Regions from separate parts of the Mus musculus genome. Here regions 2, 3 and 4 are each linked to region 1. Evidence: chromatin contacts called from public promoter capture Hi-C data. All regions are on one chromosome and are shown on one strand. The core of a region is the stretch at or near the end of the contact, and the rest is flanking DNA. Distances in the headings are between cores, read along the strand shown. Region 1 holds the start of Cmpk1 (cytidine monophosphate (UMP-CMP) kinase 1). Region 2 holds the start of Ybx1 (Y box protein 1). Region 3 holds the start of Elovl1 (elongation of very long chain fatty acids (FEN1/Elo2, SUR4/Elo3, yeast)-like 1). Region 4 holds the start of Spata6 (spermatogenesis associated 6).

Region 1 (6,498 bases), core at 2,444-4,943:
TTGCACAGCCTGATCCTTCTTAAAAAATGACTCCTCGTAAAACCCTTGTTGTCAGAGACAGGCATCTGGGTTTCTCTTCTTTATATCTTTCAACATAAAATTATTATTTTCCTTTGTTGCTTAGCATCCTCAGCAGGTAATTGGCAGGATGGAAAACAAACACTCAATTTACTTCGGTCAGTTATCCAGGGAGACACAGACATAAGAATTCAAAGAAGTTTTGGAACTAGACCCTTGGGTGGAATTCTTTGTTCTTGCGCTCTGCTATGGAAGCAACAAAGAGTGTCTTTTTTTTTGTTTGTTTGTTTGCCTCGAGGCCTTCCTTAAGGTTAGCCAACAGCATAGACTCTTCTCACAGACCTCACACCTTTAAGATCTGATAGCTCCATTGGCCAGAGGAGATATAGTGATCACCATCTTTTTTGTTTGTTTGTTTTTTTTGTTTTTTGTTTTTGTTTTTCGAGACAGGGTTTTTCTGTATAGCCCTGGCTGTCCTGGAACTCACTTTGTAGACCAGGCTGGCCTCGAACTCAGAAATCTGCCTGCCTCTGCCTCCCGAGTTCTGGGATTAAAGGCGTGCGCCACCACGCCCAGCAGTGATCACCATCTTTTATGTATGCACAAAAGGAAGTAAGGCACGTTTACTTTGATATGATCTTTTAATTTCTATTTTAAATCCTCTAAGACTTTTCTTCATTGTATATGTTTCTACTGTGTGGGCTCCAGAGATAGATCTCAGGTCTCCAGGTTTGGCAGCATGTGGCTTAACTTGCTGAAGCACTAACTGGCCCTAAATAACTTTCTTTTAAAAAGGCAATCTCTGATATAGCTGTCTCTTGTGAGACTAGGCTGGGGCCTAGCAAACACAGAAGTGGATGCTCACAGTCAGCTATTGGATGGATCACAGGGCCCCCAATGGAGGAGCTAGAGAAAGTACCCAAGGAGCTAAAGAGATCTGCAACCCTGTAGGTGCAACAACATTATGAACTAACCAGTACCCCGGAGCTCTTGACTCTAGCTGCATATGTATCAAAAGATGGCCTAGTCGGCCATCACTGGAAAGAGAGGCCCATTGGACATGCAAACTTTATATGCCCCAGTACAGAGGAACGCCAGGGCCAAAAAGTGGGAATGGGTGGGTAGGGGAGTAGGGGGGAGGGTATGGGGGACTTTTGGGATAGCATTGGAAATGTAATTGAGGAAAATATGTAATAAAAAAAATTAAAAAAAAAAAAGGGCAATCTCTGTCCAGAGCCAGAGCCAGGCAGAGATCAGCCTAATCTACATAGCAAGTTCTAGGCCAGCCAGGGCTATAAGGGTTCCACAGGGAATGAATTCAGATCGTCAGGCCTGCACAGCTAAGTACATTTATCCACAAGGCCATTTTGTAAGCCTTTAGGATTCACACATAAGCTGTCTCTACCTTAGTACTGGGATTATAGGCATGCTCACCATGCCTAGCTCTAGAATGGCCTGTCTCATATTCCTGCCACCTCTTCCTAGTATGACTGGTTCTCCTTATTCTCATATGCTAGTGTCCTAGCAGGGGGGTTGGAACCTTCTGAGCTTGGACTGAAATTTACCATCAGGTGTTCTAGGTCATAGGTGGTCAGCAAACTAAAACCTGCAATCTTAAGAATTGAGTCCATTTGGGCTTTTTCTGTTTATTTGTTTTCCTTTCAAGATAGGGTTTCTGTGTGTAGTTCTGGATACCCTGGAACCTGCTCTGTAGATCAGAGATCCGACTGCCTCTACCTCCAGAGTGCTGGTTTTAAAGGTGTGTACCATCACCCCCAACTATCCACTCCTTCTTGATGGTCTTAGACAAGTTTTCATTTTACTTTTGTCCCAGTTTAAAGTGCAAGGATTTTTAGTAGTTTTCTAAGGCCAGAGTGACTAATTAGCAGTAAGACTTAAAGAAAGGCCTGTGTACTCTTGGTACACGCTCCATCCTCTCTGCTTTAATATCTGTACAAAAGTGGGGCAATGCCCCAGACAAGGCACTTACTTTCTGTTGGTAATACAGAGAGTCAGGACTAGTTTTGTTTCTTTCAAGTCTCAAGTGCTCTGTTTTTCCATGCACAAAAACACAAACCTGGAAGCTCCTTGCTTCTTATTGCTAAATATTCTTGGGCCTATTTTGGCTTTGAAATTTTTTTGTTTGTTTGTTTTTTGTTTTAAGCAGGGTCTCATGTAGCCCAAGCTGACTTGGAACTTGCTATGTAGTTGAAGCTGGCTGTGAAATACTTCTTTTCATACCTCCACCTACCAGCTGCTGCAAATATAATTTTGTATCGAGCTGTTTGGGTTTCATTATTGTTTTGGAGATGGGAGTCTATGTAGCTCTGGCTGGTCTGGACCTTAAAAGTGTAAACCAGATGAGGGTGGTCTTGAGTTCACAGAGTTCCATCTGCCTTTGCCTCCCAAGTGCTGGGAATACAGTCAGGCTTCAAACCTATCATCTTCCTGCTTCAGCCTTTGACTTCAGGTTTCTTATTTGGGGAGCTGGAATATTGTAGGTCCAAAGCCAAATTATCTATCTTAGCCCCCAATCAACCATTTATTGTTCACCTCTATGTGACCTAACATTCTTGTGACTATTAGGTAAGTCCATTTGTAACATACAAACAGAATCCTAGCTTCCAAACCCAAAGGCTAAGAATGTGATTGTAAGGGTCCATGACTTTTCAAAGAATGACACCCTGGATTCAAAAAGTATGTAAATACAAAGAGTGTTTTATTTTGCAGAAGTTCAGCATGCTGGGGTCTCCCATTACCAAGAAAGACCGAGAAGTGAGCTTGCAGGCCCAATTTAAAGCACACTGGGGGAGTTCTGAGGTAGGTGGGCTTTGTCTTACTCTATCTCTAGTCAAGTGCAGCAGTGAGGAGGAAGGAAGTTTAATCTGTAACTGATTGTGAACCATCCATTGAGATAACTCACTACCTTTGGATCAGCTTGTCTCATCCCTCTCGTCATCATTTGGCATCTGGGGCCAATAACAGTACCAGCTTTGCTAGAAACCATCTCTACCAAGTTATCTGAAAAAAAAATTGCCATGATTCATAGCTTTGTTCTGTTACTATAAAAAACTCCATGAAAATGCTACCACTGCCGACTCCAATTTTCAAAGGTTTGTGTTCATCCAGGCTCAGTTTTCACTCTTTTTCTTCTCTCTTCAGAGTTTTCCCTAATGGCCCGAGTCAGGGTAACAGAGCTAAGCTTAAAGTCTTTCCCTGCGGTTAGAATATAACCTAAGTGCTTTTCCATAACCGACTCAACTCTCCATTAATGACTTTCCATTCCACTTATCCAGCCCTAACCTTCTAACATGCCCTTCTCTCTTGGCGGGTCACTGCATCCAAGTCTCTGCTCTTTTCAGTCCTCAAGTCTTGGTTCCAAGGTCACCTCTTTAGAGGCCTTCTTTGCAAACCTCAAACTGTTCTCATTTTCCTTTGGTTTCCTTCCCAACAATGCCGTTGTTCCTACTGACTCCTGTGCTTGCCTCTTCGGTTAGGCCGCTTCTCTTGGGAAAGGGAAACCCGGGAGATTGAACCACTGGTCTGCCTAAACGTCAATCCAGGTTCTGAAACTGAAATGCCTTGGGTCTCCAGCCACGTTAGGAAGAACCGGAACCGCGAGCGGAAGCTGGCGCAGCGCACGGAGGCCCCGCCCCTTCCTGTCACGGCGGCCGGCAGCTGGCGGCGGGGCCCCGGCGCCCGCTCTGCCCGCCCCCTCCCTGCCGCCCCGCCCGCGCCGCCGCGCCGGCCGCTGTCAGAAGCGCGTTGTATGCTGAGCAGCTGTCGTCGGCTGCTCCCGCACGTCCTGGTCCCGAGCTGCCCGCCGCTGACCCGCACACTGCGGCTCTTCCCTCTCCACCTCATGAAGCCGTTGGTCGTGTTCGTTTTGGGCGGGCCCGGTGCGGGCAAGGGGACCCAGTGCGCGCGCATTGTCGAGGTGAGGCCGTGCGGGAGGGCGACGGAGAGCTCCCGGGCTGAGCGGAGCGGGCCGGGGCCGGAGGGAGCAGCCGCGTTGGCGGCCGCGCCCCTCGCTGTGGGGAGCGGACTACGAGTCCCGACGGCCACCGCGCGCCCGGGCCGAGGGGCGTCGAGTCTACGAGTGCTTTGTTTCCGCGCGCCCTTGCTTCCACTCCTGGGATCCGGGTCTTCTCGCTACATCTCTGGCTGTCAGTCTCCGGCTAACCGGCCTCGAGGAACCCGACCCGGATCTTGTGGTAGTTAAAGTGCCGGATTTGTGAGAGCCCAGGCGCTAACCTTTGGCCCAGCTGACAACTCACGCCCTTTTCCTTGGGCGAGTGAGTCACTCACTCTCAGTGAACCTCAGTTGTCTAAGCAAATAAAAAACTCTGCTCTCCGAGAAAGTAAAACACCACCCAACTATAAAATCCTCTTATCATTTTTTAAATAATGTTTGCTTTAGGACTGCAGAGATGGCTGAACGGGTAAGGGCGCCTACCACCACGTTCCATCCCTGAGACCCACAGAGAACCACAACCCCACTCCCGCGAGTTGTCCTATGATGTTCACTCTAGAGCTCAAGGGTTTGCCCACACAAATAACTAAATACAATTAAAGTTTTGACATAAGTTTACCAGTTCCATTCTTTTAGTATTTGAGGTCAGGGGTGGCATGTACACGGAGAGAGGCAAAGACTTTAAACTCAAGCAGGTATGGGTTCTAGCCCGTGTTAGCTGTAGTGATGGACTGTCTTGTTTTTTCTAGCCCCTATGAGCTGTAATGATGCGGTGAGGAAGGCTTAATGGACTGTCTTGGGCAGTGTTTTAAAGGAAAACAAGACAATCAGAAAGAAATGGCAGGGTTGGGGAAAAACACCCAACATTCACCTTTAAATTGAGTGCTTGATAAAAGGTTTTGACCCAGAACTTGATAATTTCTTCTTTTCCTATAAGCCGTGGCCTATATTTGCTTTGTATTTTTTTCCACGTTCATATATTCAGCTCCTGCCCTATAGTCTATTCTCTAAAGAACAACCACAGATAAATAAAGTAATGTGGTCTAAAAGTTGTGTGTTTTACAGTTATGTCTAGAATTACAGATAACTTTGGAAAATCAGTTTAATCACAAAGCACATAGAATTTTTCTCCTTATTTTTACTTCTGTTTGTTTTATCTATTAGAAAGCCAAATGACAAGTGGATGGTTTCAGTTTATAAGTAAAATGATTAAAATATAGATAGCATGGTAAAGGAGGGAGTGAGTCAAAACAGGTAAGCAGTTCAAGACCTGACCCTGCTATTGTTTTTCCTAGCCCCAGAGATTGCTATTGTTTTTCCTAGCCCCAGAGAAGTTACTTTTAGCCTAAGTTACTTTGTAAGAAGGGAGAAAATAGAAATGAAATGTCTTGTTTTGTATCTGTGACTGCTAAATGAGGTCTCACACCTGCACATAGATGCAAATGTTTAAGCTTCCTGGTTTTATTATATTGGTCATTTAATTTATTTTTAGAAAGACACCAGGTTGATTTAATGTACTGCAAGGAACAGCAGGTTGGGTATAAGATAACTATCTGCAACTGGTCATTTTTATTTTAAAGGTGGATTACTTTTTTTTTTTTTTAAAGAGAGTACACTGTCATTCTCTTCACACACCAGAAATGGGCATTGGATCCCATTACAGACGGTTGTGAGCCACCATGTGGTTGCTGGGAATTGAACTCAGGACCTCTGGAAGAGCAGTCAGTGCTCTTAACCTCTAAGCCAACTCTCCAACCCCTAAAGGTGCATTACATTTTAAAACTTGGCTTATGACTTTCATATTGAGTGCATCCAAATACTTTTCTGAACTTATGTCCTTAAATGTCTGTACTCAATCTGATAATTCCCCCATTACTCCACTGGATGAAAAATGTCTGTCCTGAGTGACTGGTATTTCTACTTGGTGAAATGATAGTTGCTAATCCTGTTAATACCTGTTACTTACAGAGTCCTTGATGAGCAGTTACATGAGCTGAAGCTGTGGGCTGTTTGTTTCTGTGTTTGTTCATTTTTCTGGTTGCACTGACAGTGGAACCCAGGGCCCCCCACACATGAAAGGCATGCACTCTATGACAGAGCATCTCTCTTTGTACCGTGTACTTTAAAATTCTCAGTAAGTACTCCCTGCACTCACTCTAACTAAGGCAGGCCTTGAACTTGTGGTTCTCTCGGTTCAATGTCAAAAAGCTGTGATTATAGGCCTGTCCCACCAAGCCAGCTAGAATACATTGTTTTGAATTGTTTGTTGTTGCTTCCAGTTGCCATAAACATCCACCTGATAATCTGCTATTTCAGATGTATAATTTAACAATGACTGTTCCTTAGCTGGTCACATAAACACTGGGATGTCTATAGTCAGGTAAGTTAGGCATTTTTTCCCCATTTTGAGTCTGCATTTTGGCTCAATATTTCATTATGTAGGCAGCTGTGAACATAATCCCCAAAGACGGCAAGCTTAAAATTAATTTTTTTCCTTTAGGGAAAAT
Region 2 (6,498 bases), core at 2,705-5,204, 4.3 Mb before region 1:
TTGTACTCGTGTCTATATTTTGGAAGGATGGGGTCTGGGTCTGCTATGTAGCCATGAGTAGCTTGGAACTCACTACATAGACCAGGCTGGAGCTTCCTGCCTCTTCCTACTTGCCAGGATTACAGCCATGTGCCACCATGCCTCTCCTGTCTTTTTTCTTCCATCTCATGGTCAGAGATTACTCAACTATATAGGCAGATGAACCAGGTCAAATTCTAGAACAGAACCTGTCTTTAAAAAAAACAAAAACAAAAAATAAAAAAAAACAATGTATTTATTTTATGTATATGAATACACTGTAGCTAGCTATCTTCAGACACACCAGAAAATGGCATCAGATCCCATTAGAGGTGGTTGTGAGCCACCCTATGATTGCTGGGAACTGAACTCAGGAACTCAGGACCTCCGGAAGAGCACTCAGTGCTCTTAACTGCTGAGCCATCTCTCCAGCCCCAGAACCTGTCTTACAGGGCCCTTTCTTTGTACCAGGCTGGTGAAATACAAACAGGCAAGCAGGGCGTGGTGGTGCATGCCTTTAATCCCAGTACTCCAGAGGCAGAGGCAGGTGGATTTCTGAGTTCAAAGCCAGCCTGGTCTACAGAGTGAGTTCCAGGACAGCCAGGGCTACACAGAGAAACCCTGTCTCAAAACAAAACAAAACAAAACAAAACAACAACAAAAGAAATACAAAAAGGCCCTAAGTAACTTCCTGTAGCTATGTAAACAAGACTTCAGAGAGCATAAGAAATCCTCATGCTAAGCAGAGGGCTGTGAGTGACTGGACAAAGTAGAATTGTCATGAGATGGGAAAGATGGAACAGCTGTGCCAATCTGGTATTCTTGTGATGGGCTGTGCAGCTGAGCTCACTGACACCTGGTACAGCTGCCCTGCCAGTCTCCGCTGAAGCAGTAAGAAGAGTAAGATGTGGCCCATGCCTGTGACAGGAGACAGGCAGGTGGTCAAGGCAGGAAGTGTGGTCTGCTGCCTTTAGTTTTAGTGGGATTTTTGTTTAACTGCTGCGTCCTAACATCTGGAAAAACTAAGCATCTAATATCTAGTAGATATGTGTTACATGAACCAGATGTTCAGGTAGAATAGAAAACTTGGAACAGGTGGGGCTTTTCAGGGGCAGGGGTGATGGCTCACTCCTCCAATAACAGCTTCCTGGACAAGTATGATGGTGTCAGTTGAGCTCCCTAGAACCCATCTAAGAGCCAGATGTGTTTATAATCCCAGTGCATGAGCAGCAAGATGGGAAGCTGAAACAGAATTCAGGGAAGCGTGCCAGCCAGCTAACCTGAAATATGCAGCATGAGAGAAGCTGTCTCAGCATCAGGAAAGTGAGGACCGACATCTGGGACCCACACACAGAAACACAGGCACACCATATACACATGCACACCATATACACAAAAATACTAAAATTTTGAAGGCACCAGGCACTTGGGAAGCAGAGGCAAGTGTGTCTCTGAGTTTGAAGACAGCTGGTCTGCATAGTTCCAGGCCACCCAGAGCTACACAGTGAGACTCTTGTCTCAAAAAACCTACACCTTGGACTGTGATGAAAATGCTCATGTATTGATCGGGGTTAGGGAGGATGCCAGGGTGCGTCAGGGTGTGTTTCCAAAGCTGAGCCTGAGGAGAGGGGGACAAAGGAGAAGCTTTTTTGCAAAGGACATTCCTGGGATTTATTACCTTGCATTCCTTAAAAGCAAAAACCAGAATTGTGAGGAGATTCGCCTGGTGTTGGGGGAGGGCCTGTCCATCCTGGGGTGATTTTTTTGTTGTTTCTTTTTTTCTGAGATGATTTCTCTGTGTAGCCCTGGTTGTCCTGGCACTCTGTAGACCAGGTTGTCCTGGAACTAAGTGATCCACCTGCCTCTGCCTTCTGTATGCTGGGATTAAAGGTGCTTGCATCAGTGCATCCTAATGCTTCACCTTCAAAGCAAGAGGGCAGACAGATGAGGACATAGAACACTCCTAAGCAGCAAAGACAGATTGGACAGAATTGCTACTATCTCTCCACAGCAGTTAACGTTTATTCCTTTCAGCTGGGCATGGTGGCGCAGGCCTTTCATCCCAGCACTTGGGAGGCAGAGGCAGGCGGATTTCTGAGTTTAAGGCCAGCCTGGTCTACAGACTGAGTTCCAGGACAGCCAGGGCTGCACAGAGAAACCCTGTCTCGGAAAAAAAATTTTTTTTCTTTCCACATTTCTTGTATATGGTGTGCACACGCACATTCATGTGTGTGTGTGCGTGTGTGTGGACGCCCAAGGCTGATGTCCAGAATTGTTTCCCTTTGCTATTCCACCTTATTCATGGAGGCAGTCTCTCAATCAAACCCAAGGCTGGATGATAGTAGTATTGCAGGCGAGCTTGTTCTGGGGATCCAGGCTGAAATCCCAAGAGAGGGCTGCCATGCCCACTCAGCATTTATTCTGGGTATCTAAACTCCAGTCTTAACATCAGGACTGCAAGTGATCTAACCACAGAGCCACAGAGCCATCTCCACAGAGCCATCTCTCCAGCCCTGGTCTTGGTGGTGGTGGTGGTGGTGGGGGGGGGAATGAGACAGGGTTTCTCCTGGCTGTCCCTGAACTCACTTTGCAGACTAGCCTGGCCTCGAACTCAGAAATCCGCCTGCCTCTGCCTGCCAAGTGCTGGAATTAAAGGCGAGCGCCACCACAGCCCGTCGGATTTAGCGTTCTTTTTGTATTTCTAGTTCATGCTTTTATTTACTGGGAGCTAGGAGTATGCCACAGTGCTCGTGGGGAGGTCAAGCTACAGCTTACAGGAAGAGGCTATCTTTCTCTTTCCATTATGTGGAGCTGAAGGCAAGAACTCAGGTTTGGCCAAGTGCCTTTACACACAGAGCCATCTCAGGTCCTCTTGTTTCCCCCACTCCCATCCCTTCTCTCTCTGCAGCCCCTTCTCCAAGCAGCAGCCTTTTCTTTCTTTAACGATGCTACTCCTTACTTACACCGCGAAAGCTACACTGCTCACCGGTGATCAGGGGAAGAATCTCAGGTTAAAAACACCTCTGCCCACCTCTGATTCCTACTTCGATTGGTTTCCTTTATTTGCAGTCTCCGTGAGACCCTATCTTTTCTAGGCCTTTGCACAAACCTACCTTTGCCTGAAATGTCACCACCCAACTCTTCCTGCTCCCACTCCCCAAACGCTGTGCTCACCCAACCAAGAAGTGGTGGGCGTTTAAAATTCCACCATCAGAAAGCAGAAACTAACTGGCAAACTACTTCAATCCCCAGTCAATAGTAGATGCGTAATAAAGAATGAATGAAGGTAGGCGGAGGGCTTCAGAAAGAAGGCAGCGTGTGTTTTACAGTGTATAAAAACAAGGATAGCAATCCTTGTCTACAGTGCTTAGTTTATAAAGTCAAAAACCCTAACATCCAATAAATGTGAGGCGAAATTAAATCTGATTTGTGGCCAGTATGAAATACATTTCCTCGGACGCCGGGGGAAACGATCACCCCCGCCCTGAACACGCTGAGTCGTGGCAGCTCCAGCGCCTGCGTGGTCCCTCCAAGGTGACTGGATCACCAAAAGCCTGACCCATTAAGGAGGCCCCGGCGTTCACCCAGCCGTGGGAAGGAGCCCCTTCTAGGAGGCCGGAGTAGGCCCGGCGATCGCGGCCCACGTGCGCGACGAGCGCAGCCCCATCTGGGAACGTTCCCTCTGCGCGTCCTCCCGGTACTCTATGGTGCTCACGGCCGAGGCTCTCATTCTAGTTCCGGTCTCTATGGCGGCGGAGGCCTGAGAAGCTGTGGGTCGGGCGAATTAGTCGCTAAAGATACCAATGAGAGCGCAGGAGCCGCGGAGCGTGAGCCAATAGGCGCTAGAGACCCGGTCAGGTGGTGAGATGGACAACGATGCGGACCAATGGGGGAGGACGAGGGCGGGTCTATCGCGGGGCTTATCCCGCCCGTCCCGCCATTCTCGCTAGTTCGATCGGTAGCGGGAGCGGAGAGCGGACCCCAGAGAGCCCTGAGAGCCCCACCGCCGCCGCCGGCCTAGTCACCATCACACCCGGGAGGAGCCGCAGCCGTCGCCGCCGGCCCCAGTCACCATCACCGCAACCATGAGCAGCGAGGCCGAGACCCAGCAGCCGCCCGCCGCCCCCGCCGCCGCCCTCAGCGCCGCCGACACCAAGCCCGGCTCCACGGGCAGCGGCGCGGGTAGTGGCGGCCCGGGTGGCCTCACATCGGCGGCGCCCGCCGGCGGGGACAAGAAGGTCATCGGTGAGCGCCAGAAGGGACCGGGGATGGGGCCGCGGGCCGGACCGTTAGGCGACGCGGCCCGAGCCACGGACTACGCGGCCGCCCCTCCCCCCCGAGGCCCGCGGCGCGCGCACACCGGGATCCCGCCGCTGCTCCGGCCGCCGCCGCCCCTCCCCCGCGCCCACCCGCCCCGGGGCCTCGTGCTGGGGTCCCCGCCCCGCCGCCTACGCAGCCGGAGGAGCGCGGGCTGCTTCCCCGGCCCTCACGTGCTCGCCTCCCGGGCGCACACCCACCTCGGACCCGCGCTACCCGGCGCACCCACGTGTGCGGCGAGGGCGGCGGCCCGGGCCTGCGGCTAGATCCTGGACCGACTTCCAGGGCCAGCCGGTGATTGGACGTTGTTGTGCTTTGTTTTCCAGCAACGAAGGTTTTGGGAACAGTCAAATGGTTCAATGTAAGGAACGGATACGGTTTCATCAACAGGTGAGATGCCGGGGTGGAAAGCTCGCGTCCGCCTCCTGCATGGGCCAGAGCCACCGCGGGCATGACAGGGTGGGGGATTGGGACCCTGTGTTTCTTCCTTGGGTGACGGGATTAGCGGGTCTGTAGACTCGCTTTGTGTTGCTGTTAAGTACCGATCTTGAGCTAGCCTCAAAAAGCTTTGGCACAAAGCAGGTCAAGGCAGGCGCGTCGCATGAGCCATGCCTTAACAGTTACCTTGCATCAAACTGAGGCAACTCCAGGCTAAGCACGCTTTTAACCTTGACATCCCTTTCTGCTTTGAAATTGCTATGTAAGAATGTGACCCGCTAATTAACATACAGGTGATCTTTCACCTTGTTAACCTCTCGGGGAACGGGATTTGACATGTCAGTTGCCTGAGATGTTATCTGTACTGTAAGGTTATGTTGCCTTTGTTTAGACTACTCGAATATTCAGTCCATTTAGTACCTCGAGCACATTTTTCCTATAGACCTTCTGTAGCCAAAGAGGGCTCTTCTTATTTGTCCAAACGACGAGTAACGTATCTGAAAGGAAATGGTTCTTCCTCATTTTTTATTTCTCTTACTTCCTTGTCAGGGAATCATGCTGATCAAATCAATTTTTGTTATAGCTTGCTGGAGTGGCCATAAGTCCTTGGGAACTTAGCCTTCGTTGTATTTGGCTTAGAGTTGTAAACTATACCTTCATAGATCCAGAGAAGGGTTTGTAGACGGCGGTGGTAAGTGCAGGCGCTGCCTGCACTCTGGGCTCCCTTGTGAGCCCGGCATCTTTTTCAAGATGGCTGCCAAGGCTAGTGCAGTTGCATGGGTGTAGAGCCCCGCGAGTGCCAGCAGCAATCCTGGCCGTACAGCTGTGATACTTGGCGCCATTTCAGCATTTTCTCTTACATGCTCGCTTAGAAGGCGTTAAATAAGTAGATGGTGAAGAGAGCGCTACAGAGTGGCACAGTGCTCGTGAATGGGCAGCTATAGGCTTTTAAAATAACGGAGTGATGAAAAACATTCACTGATGAACCCCACACAGTCGTGGAAACACTCAAGCAAAAGCGATTACAATCACTTAATGGACTGTTCTCTACAGTTGCAATTAGAGGGAAACATTTTGTTTTTCCAGACTCTAGGATTTCTCCTGTCACGGGCAGTTTGCCTTTCTGACCATGTGTCCTGGGTTCCTTCCCCCCCCCCCCCCCCCCCGGGTTACTAGTGAGCAAAGAAAAAAAAATGTAAGGCTTTGGTGCTTGTGGGGTTGACGTCCTGGTGGCTTTTAAAGTGGTCCTTATTCCTGGTTGGGTTAAAATGTTCATCCTGATGGTCCCAGGTGATGCGGAGAATAGTCTGCTCTCACCTTCCAGAGGACAATTTTAACCCTCAGTCCATTATAACTAGCTAGCCCTCCTTAGCAGCCCTTCCAGTTAGGCAAATTGTGGTTTTTGTATGTGTTTAATACATTTTAATATTTGTCTGGGCTTGTCACATTTTTTTGAAGTAGTGTCTATCTAAGATGTGTATACCTCAGTTTTACATTGTACATTATGTAGGTTACAGCACTTACCATCAACTTTGTTGATCATCCTTCCGGACAAGTTAAATGTAAATTGGCTTTTGATGACTCTTTGTTAGACTGCCTTAACCTCAATTACTATTTAACTGCTTAAACTGTGCTTTGTTTCTAAGCAGGCCATTATGTTAATGCTGTGGTTTTTAAATGAGATACACTGTAAATTCTGGTTCCTGTGAGCTAAAGGTTTGTCCT
Region 3 (6,498 bases), core at 2,244-4,743, 3.4 Mb before region 1:
AACAAGATGGTCAGGAGATGAGCCTCTCTTCCCCGTGGCCACCCTCTTCTCCAGCGGCCTTCACTGCTCACCTGGAGCAATTTTTATCCCCCACCACCAACTCCAGGGAAGCACCGAGTGGTGGAAGACATGGAGGAAGGTCACTTGCCCGTCCTTCTTCCGGAGGATAAATATCACCTGGGGGAAGAATGGGGAGGTTGCATGCCTGTCCCCCCCCCCGTCCATCCTTCCCACTCCCAAGTTGTAGTAGCTGTAACACTCACTGTGTCCATCAGCTCAATGACCTTGGAAAGCATGAAGAGCCAGGCCACTCGAACCATCTGTGAGAAGTCAGATCAATCTTAATAGTTACACAGTATCCAAAGAGCCTCTGCTACCTGGCCAACTCTGCTCTCCCTTATCTAGGTTGCTTATAATTATGGTTACCTAAGGCTCTACTTACCCGAAGTGCTTCAGGGCTATTGGAAAAGTCTATGGGGTCACAGCGCCAGGTGTAGGTACTCAGCCAACCAGACATCAGAAACTAAGAAAAGAGTGGATTAAACCATCCGTTCTCTCCCAGCAACCCCTCCCCTTCACTAACTGAACCTCGGCAACAGATAGTGCCATGCTCTGGCCCATGCCCTGTACCCTAACTCTTAACCTTCAACAGAAACTACAGCCTAGGCATTCCAGCCTACCTCATAGACAATGTAGAGGGAGAGTATCACCAGTGAGAAATTGTAGACAATCATGAAGCCTCGAAGTTGGAAGGGCTTCCGATTAGCCATGATTCGAGGCCCAAGCGATAGGATGAAGTACACATAGGTCAGAAGGATGGATGTTATTAGCAAGGGGGACCCCATCAGAGGGTAGCTTTGGATCCGGGGATCTGTGAATAGGATGTCAAAGGAGTGAGGGTCACAGGGTTTAAGAGCCTTCCTTGGTCTAGACATGAGTCAGGTCACAAGGAGTTCCTAAGGACATAACCCTAGATCCTGGGATACCAGGGAAGAAGGGAAGGAAGGCAGTGCCATAGACAGCAGCTTACCCGCATGCTTCATCAGCTCGTGGTACAAGTTCACAACAGCCTCCATCCTGGCTAAGGACTCTAAGGAGGGATGGAGAGGAGGTATTAGGCAGGGACCACTGCATGGCCCCCCATCACACATGTGGTCCACAGGACAAGATACAGAATCAGACAGCTGCTGCCTCACTGACAAAAGGATAGGTCTCTGAACTAAAGTATTTTCCTAGCATACACAAGGCCCCAGGTCGAATCCTGGCCATGGTGAGGCCATGGTGAGCAGGCGTGTACTGGGAGAAGAGACAGTCTGGAACATCGGCTGCCGAAGCATCCGGCCTGCCTGGATGGAGCTGTCCCACCTTTCCCCTCCACTCTCTTCGAGTGTTTCCCTTCCCTGCCTTCCTCCTTCCCTCTGAGACCTGCCTTCCAGGTCTCCTGGAGCCTTTCTCCTCACAACACAGTTCATCTTCCCAGTGAACTTCCTCAACCTTTTTGGCAAGCAGTCTCATCTCTCAGCTTTGAGAGACACTCTTCTCTCCAGAGAATCTCCCCTTCAGCCACTCCTCTCATACCCCCTTCTCCCAGGTAAAGTCCCTCTGGCCCTTTTCCAAGACTCTCCTCTCGCCTCTGTCCCCTGCAGGGACTCCCACCTGCTTCTGTCCTTTCTAGTACCTGAACAAACCTAGGGTTCCACTTCTGTGGTGAACACCAGTGCCCCCGGGCTTCCCCTTTGCCTCCCAGGCTCTCACCTCCAGCCTCCTGCCTTCTTCCAGTGCTTCACCTCCAGCCTCTCTCCTCCCTTCTTCTCAGGGGCAAGTTCTGCCTCTCTCTCTCTTCCACTCCAGGAGCCTGGCTCTTTGAGACTCCTGCCCTGGCGGCTCCACCTGTCTGACTAGATCTTGTAGCAGCCCCGCCCTCCTCCCGCCCCCGCTACGTTGGGCATGGGGTGGAGGGTGGGTCCAGGCCACAGGTCAATGCCTAGAGGAGCAGGACCCACCAGAATTGAGAAAGCCAAGTGAGCCCCAGCCTCACCACCTCTGACCAGCCAGATAAGTTTGTAGGTTCTCCAGAAACTTCTGGCCAGGACGTCTGGCCAAAGCCAGAACTGCTAAAAAATCCACACCCAGCATTCTCTCCCAAACCAGCCATGAATTCTTAGTTTGTCCTACTTTAGAATGGGCATCACCCTTCCCTACCAGGGAGGGGTGAGGACACCAGTGGTATGTGAGGAGGTGGGAGAGTGGGGGAGGTCTCAGGAATCTTTCCCTCTTCTGGGAGGGAGCCTCATGGGCTAGGTCCCCTCCTCCTCAAAGTTGGAAGGAATGCCAAGGGAAAGTTTATAGGGATACAAAAATTTAGCCTAGACCCAGGAGAGCCTAGGACTTTGTCCCAGAGGACTCCGGCAATTGCCCAACAAGCGGAGTGCTCCAGCTGCTCTCCATCAATCTCCAGCCTTGGGGCTTGAGTTCTACCATCCACATCCACGCTCTCACACAGTAATATGTACCTTCATCACACCGCTCTCAACCACCCCCAGAGACATGCATACCGCGCCAGGAGCTAGCCAGCATACATCCACACACAGTCCAGGCATATCTTGTTGACCACATCACCCAAACAGGCCTCCCTACTGGACTCGGACATGCCAGGCTCCTAAACTTCACACCTGTCAGGGATTGCATTAACCGCGGGACATACAGCTGACCAGGCATGGGTACATCTTCACCCACACCTCCCTTCTGCACACACAGCTCTCTGGTGAGTGACACTCATTTCTTCCTACAGTTAGACTTTGGTTGGTGGCTTATGTTGGAGTGGGGCCTAGCACTTAGGCATGTGCTCTGACACACGTGAGCTTGCCAGTTCCTTATCTCCTCCCTCAACCACCTCCTCCAATTCACTCGCCCTTCACCACCACTTAACACCGGGAGATACACAGTGACCCAGAGGGCAAGAGGGAGTCCAGACTTCTGAGGATCTCTCCCTAAGTTTGAGGGAAACCCGGGTGCGCACCACCCCCCTCCCGCAGTGAAACAGAGCCAGTTCCCTTAAGATGGATGGAAAAGAAAAAGGGCACCGGCATGGGGCAGGAAGGGAAAAGAGAGGAGTGGGCAAAGGGTGGAAGGCCAGGAGGTGCTGAAAAAGAACTAGGTGTGAGCAAATGGGGGTCAGGGGCCAAGGTGCCGGGGAGGGATCCTGTGGGCAGGCCCAGCCCCAGTGCCTGGGACCTCCCACCCACTCGCCCCAGGAACAGCCTCGCCCACAGCCTGGGCAGGGCAGGGCAAGGCAGGCAGGGCAGGGCTAGCCTGGCCAGCCAGGCAGGGGGCGCTGGCACGTGGGGAGCCATGGAAGGTACACACTCACCAGTGGAAACCAGGCGGGCAGCAGTGAAGGGTTCAAAGGGATCAGGGCCGGAGAGAAGTCCCCAGGGCCGCCTGCCGGCCACTTCCTCATCTGCTGGGCCGACTTTCTGTCACCAGAGGGGGAGGGGGCGGGCCGGGCGGGGGGCGCCTGCTGATTGGGCGGCTGGCCGAGGCAGGAGGGGCCGTCCAGCGCCTGCCTGGCCGCCAGGGCGGGAGCAGGGGCGGGTCGCCAGATCCCGGGGCAGGAAGCACACCCAGCCCCAGCTCTCCACCCCTTCCTTCGCATCTCTCAGCCTGTCCCGCCGATGACTATGGCTTGGCCCGCACCCAGCTTCTTCTTGAGGTTCAGCCTGCATGGCCCCATTCGTGGTCCTCTGTCCAGTCCAGCATGAGGACCCACTCATCTCCTGTCTGCTTTGTGACAGTCGCGGCTTATGATTACGGGAAATTTCCAGGGTTCAACCGTTCCCTCAAGGCTTTTCCTGGAAGAGGAGGGCCAGCTGTGCCTACTAAGGGCTGATTGGGGTGGCGGGAGGCTTTAGCGGGAGGCAGCAGTCGGCCACCACCATGCTTCTCAGAGCCTATAAACTTGGATGAGTCCTAGCTTTAGGAGGCACAGAGAGGATTTCCTGGAACGGAGATGGGAGAATACAAGTGGCCCCAGGCAAGAACTGTGAATCACTGTCTAAACTGGCCTTCAAGGTAGTGAAAGGGGGTGGGGGTGGGGGTAGCAAGTGAAATTGGCTGTGGTTCAATGTAGTAGATCTTGGAGGCCAAATGAGGCTGCCTGACTTATTCTAGAAGCAGAAGAAAACAAGAATTTTGAGGCAGCTCATCTCATCTGTCAGACATTTACTGGCCATCTACAGTGAGCGAAACCACATTAAGCTCTGCTCCCCACACTAACATAACTTATAACCCAGGTACAAGGTACTAGAGAGACCAGGTGAGAGGAAAACAGCTGGTCTGAAGAGGTAACAGATGGGGTTGGGAAAGCCAGACAACGTTGCAGGGGTAGGGGTGGGGGAGGAGTTAGATGTCAATTCAGTACCACCACCCACCCACCCCAGCACCAGATAGTCCAACTATTGCATGGCATGAAATCTGTCTTTCCTATAAAGACTCAATTACAGCTTGGACAACTGGATGATGTAAGTAGGCAGAGAGTTGAGGAATTTAGAAGAGGCAGTGGCTAGGAAGGATAATAGGTTCATAATTGGTGGATTTGGTTACCTAGGCATTGATAAGAGATGAAGGCCAGAGTATAGTTTTCAGCATTCTTTAGATTACCTGTTTACCTGTTAGCACCTACTCTTGACCAAAAAAAAAAAAAAAAAAAAAAAAAAAACAACCAGCAGAGAATTTACTTCCAAACCCAGCTTCTGTATCATTGTATACTAGACCCCCATGTCCCTGAAATGTCATTCTCAAGCCATAGCCTGAACTCCAGCCATCAAATGTCAGCAGCTTTCTCTCCAGTGAACATCTGTGGTGGATCCAAAAGCTCCCAGTGGAGCGTTCGGGATGGTGTTTTGCATGTGTGATTAAGACTTGTTAGATGAATGTGCACAAATTTACATACAAACATATCCATCTATGGGGCTGCCTCTGACTCTCAAGCCTTCATCATCGTGAGATGCAGTCAGATCTCCACTCTGTAAACCACTCCTGCTTCTGACTAATGTATTTTCTGCACCTTTCCCAACTCCACGATCCTTTCAGCAGGAAAAGTTCATATTTTAGTCATATCTCTTAACTCCAATTGGACCTATTATCTGTCATGCAGTTAACCGTACATGTTTTCTGACTTGCTGTTAAAAATACATAGGACAATGGAAGGAAAGGAGAAACTAAGACCCGGAGAGAACAGTACATCTTTATATTTCTCTTGAGAGTAGTGTTTATTGAGTTAACCAATACTTACCAAGGTCCTGATGGCTTTCATGTGTATTCAAACAGCTCTAAGGCCACACCTGACTCTGAAGTTCTGAGCTTAAATGTCCCAGTTAATGTGTGTGTGATCGTGCATATATTTTAGGAGGTATGGAACCTTCTAAAAATGAGAACAAATGGTCCCTAGCTTATAGGCTTACTGTGAAGGTTAAGGCAATAGCCCGTGTAAAGTGCTTAGCAGTCTCTGTCTCAATATTAACAGTCAGGGTAAGAATCAGGCCATTACACAGAGGACATGTTTGTATATGATTTAATGAGTAGTCCTTTAACAAACCTTTCCTAAACAACGAGCAAATCCATAAACAGCTCTGAAAGTCCTACCGAGAGATTTGGGCCTACATCTCCCTTGTGAAAGCACACTGGCAAGATGACGACACCGTCCTAAAGTCAAACAAACAGGAAGCTTCAAGTGTGTGCATATTCATCTGGGCCACACTGAGAGATGACTGTGGCAAGGCTTCAATAAATGTTGGCTGACTATATGAGTGAACAAACTCAAAGACTCTATTCTTAACTTGGTCCTGACAGAAAGCATCTTCCAATACCCGATATAGCCCAAGTCTGCCAAATGGCATCTCCACAGCTATGGAGTCTTCAAAGCACCCAGCCCAGGAGAGCAGACATACACATAAATGAACACACAGTCACATGTAGGTGAAGTTCCCTATGAAAGCTCTGGGGAATGGGGAACCTAATCAGCTCTGGGGAGTGTGTGTGTGTGTGTGTGTGTGTGTGTGTGTGTGTGTGTGTGTGTGTGTGTGTGTGTGTGTGGTTGTTCTTAAAGGCTTCTCTGAAATGATACCTGACACTCAGAAACACTTTCTAGCAGTTAGGGAGAGGCTTTTGAGACACACAGAGGCAATGTAATGGCCTAGAAGCAAAAGATGTGGTAGGTGATGGAAACTCTTAAGTAGAGTTCTCTCCAACTCAGAGCCACCCCAGCCTCCCCCAACCCTCCCCACTGTATGCTCGTGTGTGTGTGTGTGTGTGTGTGTGTGTGTGTGTGTGTGTGTGTGTGTGTGTGTGTGTGTATATGTGTGTGCGCGTTTTGAGACAAGATCTCACTATGCAGCCCAAGCTGCTTTCAAATTCCAGATCCTCCTGCCTCTGTCCCCTCAGTGCTAGGATTACAGGCATGTGTGACCATCCCCAGCCTCTGTTTATAACTGCTGGCCC
Region 4 (6,498 bases), core at 2,040-4,539, 3.3 Mb after region 1:
GATCATCAACCAAGTGCTGTAATTATGTGGGGAAAGAAGCTGATTCTAGGCAACCCTCACAATGCATTTTTCTGCCCTACCCATTTGAGGCAAATGTGGTTTCTTCCCCTATACAAAGCTAGAGCTAATGAAAAGCATGGTCACATGCTTTGCCTTATTTGTGAGAAATTTAAGCTCTCATTTGATATATCGTAATTGGCGGATATGATGAATTGCAAAAACTGGAAATAACCAGAGAAGTTGTTCTTGGCAATTTTCTATTTTCTTTAGCAGTAGTTCTGTCCTGTTTCATTTTATAAGGCAAAAGCCTTTACTAGGATATAGCAGGCCACTGCATATTGCTAAGAATATAAAATTCTCACTGGTAATAGGGAGTCATTTTTATTTCTCTAAATGATTCTCAACAAATATGGCATAGTACTCATCAATGTTCACATGAGAATATTTAAGAAGTATTTTTCACACTATGTCTCTTCAATTTCTAAATTTTCCCAAGGTGACATGCCCCCTCTACATGATTTCAGTATTAGTCTAGACTTAATGCTTGTAAGCTATTATGAACCTTCATTTCTAAATTTCCTTTGAGTGGTAGATTATAATGCTAATAAAAAGAATGAAGGAAAGGAGGGGAAAGGGGAAGCAGGCCAAAGTGAGCTTTTAAGCAGTGGTTCTCAACCTGTGGGTCCTGACAGCATAATGGCCCTTTCACAGGTGTTACCTAACACTCTCACCATCGGAAAACGCAGATACTTACATCATGATTCATAACAGTAGCAAAATTACAGCTATGAAGTAGCAACAAAAATAATTTTATGGTTGGGGGTCACCACATCCCCATAGTGTGAGGAACTGCAGTAAATGGTTGCAGTATTAGGAAGGTTGAGAGCCAGTGTTTTAAAGTGAAAGGGACTAAGAGACCTGTGAGTTTCCAGCTGAGTTAAGTCCCAAGTACTGACTAAATGCTATTCGTTTTCAGGGATTCATTATCTCTTCTGTATTCTCTAATAAATGTGTTATTTGCTATTTAAAAAAGTATATCTGTTTATATAATGACAATGATTACCTAGAGCCACGAATAAGTGTGTATATATTTGTTTATAGCCCAACAATGGCAATAGTTACCTATAGTTATGAATAAGTGTGAAAAACTGGTTTAACATAGAGCTTCTCATATTACAGTTTTGACCTTTATATAATGCAAATGTATAAAACATTTAAACATAAAATTACAACTGAAAAGATATTTAAAATATTTGTGGACCTATGACTTCTCTCTTCAATTAAAACCAAATTAATCTTGTTTAACTTGTGTGGTTATCAATGGTCCTTTTTGCTTCTTCTGTACATGAGAAGCATTTAAAAGGCTTAAGCTGGTTAGAAAACATAGAACAAAGAATAAAGAGATGAAATGGAATGTATTGGAAGATTTGAGGAACTATAAAATATTGTAAGTCAAATGTTTATAAAAGTAGGAATATTTGCACCAGGATACCTTGGCGATACAGCTATCCATTTTCTTCAGTAAACTGTATATTAAGAAAGCAGCATAGTGAAATAAACTGTCTCTGACTCCCTTGGGCTATAATCACAACAGAGTACTTCCTCTTAGCAAAGGATTGGCGACCAGGGCAGCCAGCCTGCTAGGCAACTGCAGTCTGTCAGGCTGCTAATCCATTGGTTACAAAGAGAGGAAGCAGCAGCCAATGACAAAGTTATGGACTGGAGTTCATTTTTTACTCACTGCTCTGAGTTTGGCATATTTAGAAATCATTATGCATTATTTTGGTAAACTAATCTTACTTTGCAAAAAAGCATTCCCAGAAAGTCAACTTGTGATGCAAGCACTAAGGACTAGGGACAGTATAGTTTCTGAATAAAAATTCCTGCCTCTTAAACATAAGTCCCAGAAACTTGCTAGCTCTCCGCCCCTGCAGCTCCCTGCCCCCACCCAAGCTTCTCCTTAAGACTGAACAAAAGACTTGAAAGAATTTTGTGACTTCTATGCTGGTTTAAGTTCAGGGCTGCTGCAGCCACAAGGAGAGGAAATGAAGGCCAGAAAGAAGTGAGTGCAGCAAGCGTGGGGTAAGTGCAGAGAAAAGCTTAGTTTGGAGGCCAACAGGGGTGGGGGTGGTAATGCCAGAGAGCCCCTTGGGGCAGGCCCAGAAAATGACAGGGAATATGTACTGTTATCCCTACTTATGCAGTGATACCAACAAGTAGGCTGAGTCTTAATGAGGGCATTTCAAGGATAAAGGCGTGAAAAGCAGCAGAATAAGAAATTGAAGAGGTTCTCCTAGAATGCCTCTCCTCTAAGGGGAGAAAGGGGGTCTCTTGGGAATGACACTGAAGGACTTCAAAAATCTCTGAAGGAGACTGCAGTTATCAAAGGGAGTTGGGGCTTCTCAACACCCGGAAAGACCTCAGCCCCTCACTGGATGGCAGGAGGGGCTCCCCACCTCAACTAGATTTACTGAAGGAGGCTGGACAGAGTCCCCTGAATTGAGAGTAGATGAGTGGAGTTACAAGCTCCAAGCAGTAGTTGTCCGAAAAGCTGACCAGGTCTTTCTTGGGAGGATTGGAAGGATGCAAAGTCTGGAGTGTTTGGGTACTGGAGGGAAGAGCTGAAGTGGCTTCTGAGGAGTTGGGTTTATTCTGAGAGGAGAAACTAAGAAAACTTGGTGCAATGACGTCACAAGTAAGTTGTTTTTGGAGTTAGGGACTCCACCATGACTGAAAAGGCGTTCCTACTTTAACTGGAAGCTAGGGGAAGGATCTGAAAGCGGAAATGCTACACACCCCAGACTGGAGCAAGGGTTCAGGAGTTCCTCACCAAAAGAGTAAAGCAGAATTCAAAGGAACTACTGCCCCAGGAGCGGAACTCCGAAGTGGTGAGGAAGAGATCCAAAAGCACTCCAACTGGAAGTTGGGGTGAGGCCCCCGAGAGGCTGGAGTGGGAAAGCACTGGAGATTTCCAGGAGTCCCCCAGGGCCGGGGGCGGGCAGCGGACTTGGAGGCTGAGGCGGGACAGGGCCGGTACTCACAGAGCGGATCTCCAGCGCCAGGGCGCATTGCAGCGCCTTCACCTTCGGCATCCGCGCAGGGTAGGGCGGCGGGGAGGGACCCCGGCCTCCGGCCCGACTACGGCGGGAAGACGCGGGGCGGGACGAGGGACAGGGAGGAGATGAGGTGGCGGCGGAGGTGGCAGCTGTGGCCCCCAGGCCGGGGCCCGCGGTCCAGCCTGGGTCCCGCCCGAACAGCAGCTGAGCGCGGGGCGCGGACTCGTTGTCATGGCAGCCTGGAGGGGCGGGGCCGGAAGAGCCACGCCAAGGCCGGACACTACGGAGCAAGAGGCAGTGGGCGGGGCCCGGATTGTGGTGGGAGGGGCTTCAGTGGGTGGGGCTGAGCGGCTCTTCTGTGACGTAAAGTTATGAGTGCAAATCATAGGAAAGGGAACAGCTAGCTGTGCTGTGGGCCTCAACCCAGAACTGAGAACCCTGGGTTTCATGAGCAAATTCAGTTAGGAAAACTGAAACTACAGGCTGACACCTGTAGTTTCAGTTTTCCTAACTATCCTATAATTAGTAATCTTCCTTGAGTTTGTATTTTATGATACAATTTACAAAACCAATATAAGAAATAGGAAAATATCGCCCAAGACAAAGGCAAAACAGGGCTGGAACCCAGGATCTCTCAAGTAAAATCCCAGACGCCTTCTGGAATCACTATTATGGTCCTCTTATTAGTCACTTGTTTTGTGATTCTCTGTCAGTGTGCCCCTATTTCCTTTCAGGATTTCCTGTCTAGTTCACCACTACGCAAATCTCAATGCCTGTTGCCCAGGCTGAACTCTCAATAACAGACTCACAGAATAGAGGAGCCTAGCCATAGACCTTCAAAGATAAAAAGAACCTAACAAACTGTCGAGTTAAAGTCCATGTTAAAGTTAATTTTAATACATTAACTTTAGAGCACATTCTAACAATGGAGAGGAAAGTACCTGTGATTTTATCACCCAGTTGAGAAACAGGATGTTACTGAGCCAAAAAAAAAAAAAAAAAAAAAAAAAAGAAAAGAAAAGAAAAAGAAAAAGAAAATGCCTTGAGCATTGCCTTACCAACTTTTCCCTGATAGTAAACCCTGCAATGACCTCCATTACTGTAAGTCTTCTATGCATTTCCAAACTACATTCTGCTCAATTTGTCTTTTTTATGTTAAATAGATTTAATACTTATATATTCTGTGATTTGTTTATCTCCTTATGATACAGAAATATACAACGACTTATGTGTACATTCTTTATCCTATGTACTTTTGATGAGCACTTGTATCGTTCATATTTTAGCTTTCATTAACAATACTGTTATGAAGGTTCTGAAATATGTTAGCAACTGAGAGGTAGTTCAGCAATTGAAAGCACGCTGTTCCAGAGGACTAGAGTTCAATTTCCAGTACCCACGTTGGGCAGCTTACAGCTACCTGTAACTCCAGCTACAGGGGATTTGGTGTGACTTCTGGTATCCTGATAGACTTATGTGTATGTATACATGGAAACACAGAGATAAATAATTTTTAAACCTTTAGAATATGTCTGTTAATATATGTGTATGTATTGAGTTGGAAAGCCTGTGCAGGCTTTGCACATGTGGGGTCTTTAGAGTAATACGCAACATCTTCCAAAGCTGCACCAATTCCTGCTTCATCAAGAAAAATATGACTGCTTTTTTTTCCACTTTTTGCACCATGGATGTTTGCACTTTTAGTCTCTGTATTTCTGTTCATCGTCATGCTTTAGTCTTGCATCTCTGACTACTGCTGAGCTTGAGTGCCTTTGCAGGGTTTCATTAGCAATCCACTCTCTGGAAACAGCCTCATAGCTACAATAACCATTTTGATTCGATTGTTTCTCTCTTTGTTTTCCTTTTAATTTTATGTGTTCGGATAATCATTTTGTCTGGGCTCTGTGTTGCAAATATACTTCTTCCTTTGTGCTTGATCTCTAATTTCTCATGTGCATGTAGAGAGAATATCTTGTGTATTGTATGGATGCATCGACTCAATTTAAAAACCTATGACCTATGGCTTAGGCAGGACATAGAAGGTGGAACATTCAGAAGGCAGAAAGGATTCTGGGATAGAGCAAGGTGCCAGAAGATTTACCCGAGAAGATGTGATAAAATGTACACATGTACCTGAGCACAGATAACCAGCCATGTGGCACAATGTAGGTTAAAATATTTGGTCATTTTAGTTATGATCTAGTCAAAGAAGAGTATATGGCCAAGGTGTTTGTAAATATATTTGAGTCTAAGTCTTATTATTAGGAGCATGAGGTTGGGAGGAAGAAGACAACCTCAATTTTACATGTACAAATATGTTTATGTGCGTGTATTCAAGTGTAAACAAATCATTCCACTGACATCTGAAGGTCACAGCTCCACATTCCTCCCAACATTGCATTATTGAGCTCTCTTAGTTGCCCCAACATGGACAATACCATCTTGCTTTTGATTTTGTCAGGTTACTAGTGAGCACTCATAGCACATGGTTTAATGAGTACAAGAATTTCTTCTATATTTAGTGTAAATTACTATTTTGAAAATGGGGTCATTTTTCTGATAGTAACCCTGTGTATCTGATTAATTAATAAATTCCATTTGGGGCATTGCAAAAATCTCTTTGTCAAAGAATTATAAGTGTTGCCCAGATTTCTTAATTAATGGGAAAAAGAAACATCTAAATTCATTATTACCAATCAGCAGTCATTTTTGTCTTATATCTGTGTCTCTTAGTTAATGTTCAATTGCTGTGATAAAACGCCATGACCAAGGCAGTGTATAAAAGAGAGTGTTTAATTGGGTCTTATGGTTTCAGAGGCTTAAAGTCTATGATGGTGGAGCAAAGGCATGGCAACAGGAGCAGGTGAGAGCTTATATCTTGATCCTCAGGTAGGACAGAGAGAGAGAGACAGAAACAGAAAGACAAAGACAGGTAAAGAAGAAATGGCACAAATCTTTTAAAACTCCAAAGTCTACCGCCAGAACACACCTCCTCCAACAAGGCCATGCCTTCTAATTTTTCCCAAACAGTTCCACTAACTGGTTACCAAGTATACAAACATATGAGCCTGTGTGTTTTTTCTTTCACAATCACAGTTGGTATTTGAGCTCCTCACATTTTAAGAAAACAACAGTCTTGGGGTTTCTTTTTAAATATAATATGTTTTTCCCACGAACATTATAGTTTTACTTTCACATTTTAATACTGAGTAAATCAAGACTTGTTTCTTGTACATGATATTAAAGTAAGCCATGATCCAGTTTCTTCCCTAACCAGACTAAATTACGTTACCTGACAGGGTCTACTAAATGTTCAGTATTCCCTCATACTTGGTGGAACCACCTTGTCATATATTAACTACTCAAGTTTGAACTTCAAGTTTCATATTATGTTGCAGCGTCACACTTGTTATTCTTTAAAGCACCATACTGACTTATTACT

What was found. Promoter capture Hi-C pulls out the DNA fragments that hold promoters and counts their contacts.
Region 2: a contact with region 1 is called in a promoter capture Hi-C map of pre-B cells, with 2.4 times the contacts expected there. The contact joins the promoter of Ybx1 here to the promoter of Cmpk1 in region 1. A contact is called at or near these places in 1 of 39 promoter capture datasets (pre-B cells) and 1 of 484 Hi-C or Micro-C datasets (CD4 T cells).
Region 3: a contact with region 1 is called in a promoter capture Hi-C map of pre-B cells, with 6 times the contacts expected there. The contact joins the promoter of Elovl1 here to the promoter of Cmpk1 in region 1. A contact is called at or near these places in 1 of 39 promoter capture datasets (pre-B cells) and 3 of 484 Hi-C or Micro-C datasets (B cells, CD4 T cells and muscle stem cells).
Region 4: a contact with region 1 is called in a promoter capture Hi-C map of pre-B cells. The contact joins the promoter of Spata6 here to the promoter of Cmpk1 in region 1. A contact is called at or near these places in 4 of 39 promoter capture datasets (the C10 cell line, cranial neural crest, pre-B cells and 1 more) and 3 of 484 Hi-C or Micro-C datasets (B cells, LSK cells and pro-B cells).

Annotation. Positions count from the first base shown.
Region 1 is chr4:114,984,423-114,990,920 of GRCm38.p6, reverse strand. Cmpk1 (cytidine monophosphate (UMP-CMP) kinase 1) reads left to right here and starts at 3,693. Exons shown (of 6, transcript NM_025647.3): 1 at 3,693-3,955. The coding sequence starts at 3,788.
Region 2 is chr4:119,291,969-119,298,466 of GRCm38.p6, reverse strand. Ybx1 (Y box protein 1) reads left to right here and starts at 3,954. Exons shown (of 8, transcript NM_011732.2): 1 at 3,954-4,263; 2 at 4,662-4,725. The coding sequence starts at 4,104.
Region 3 is chr4:118,425,088-118,431,585 of GRCm38.p6, reverse strand. It overlaps Elovl1 (elongation of very long chain fatty acids (FEN1/Elo2, SUR4/Elo3, yeast)-like 1), which reads right to left and starts at 3,493. Exons shown (of 8, transcript NM_019422.3): 1 at 3,371-3,493; 2 at 1,031-1,090; 3 at 681-871; 4 at 443-523; 5 at 264-320; 6 at 72-177. The coding sequence starts at 1,076.
Region 4 is chr4:111,716,801-111,723,298 of GRCm38.p6, reverse strand. Spata6 (spermatogenesis associated 6) reads right to left here and starts at 3,289. Exons shown (of 13, transcript NM_026470.3): 1 at 3,042-3,289. The coding sequence starts at 3,092. Gm33192 (a long non-coding RNA gene) reads left to right here and starts at 1,950. Exons shown (of 2, transcript XR_376552.3): 1 at 1,950-2,082.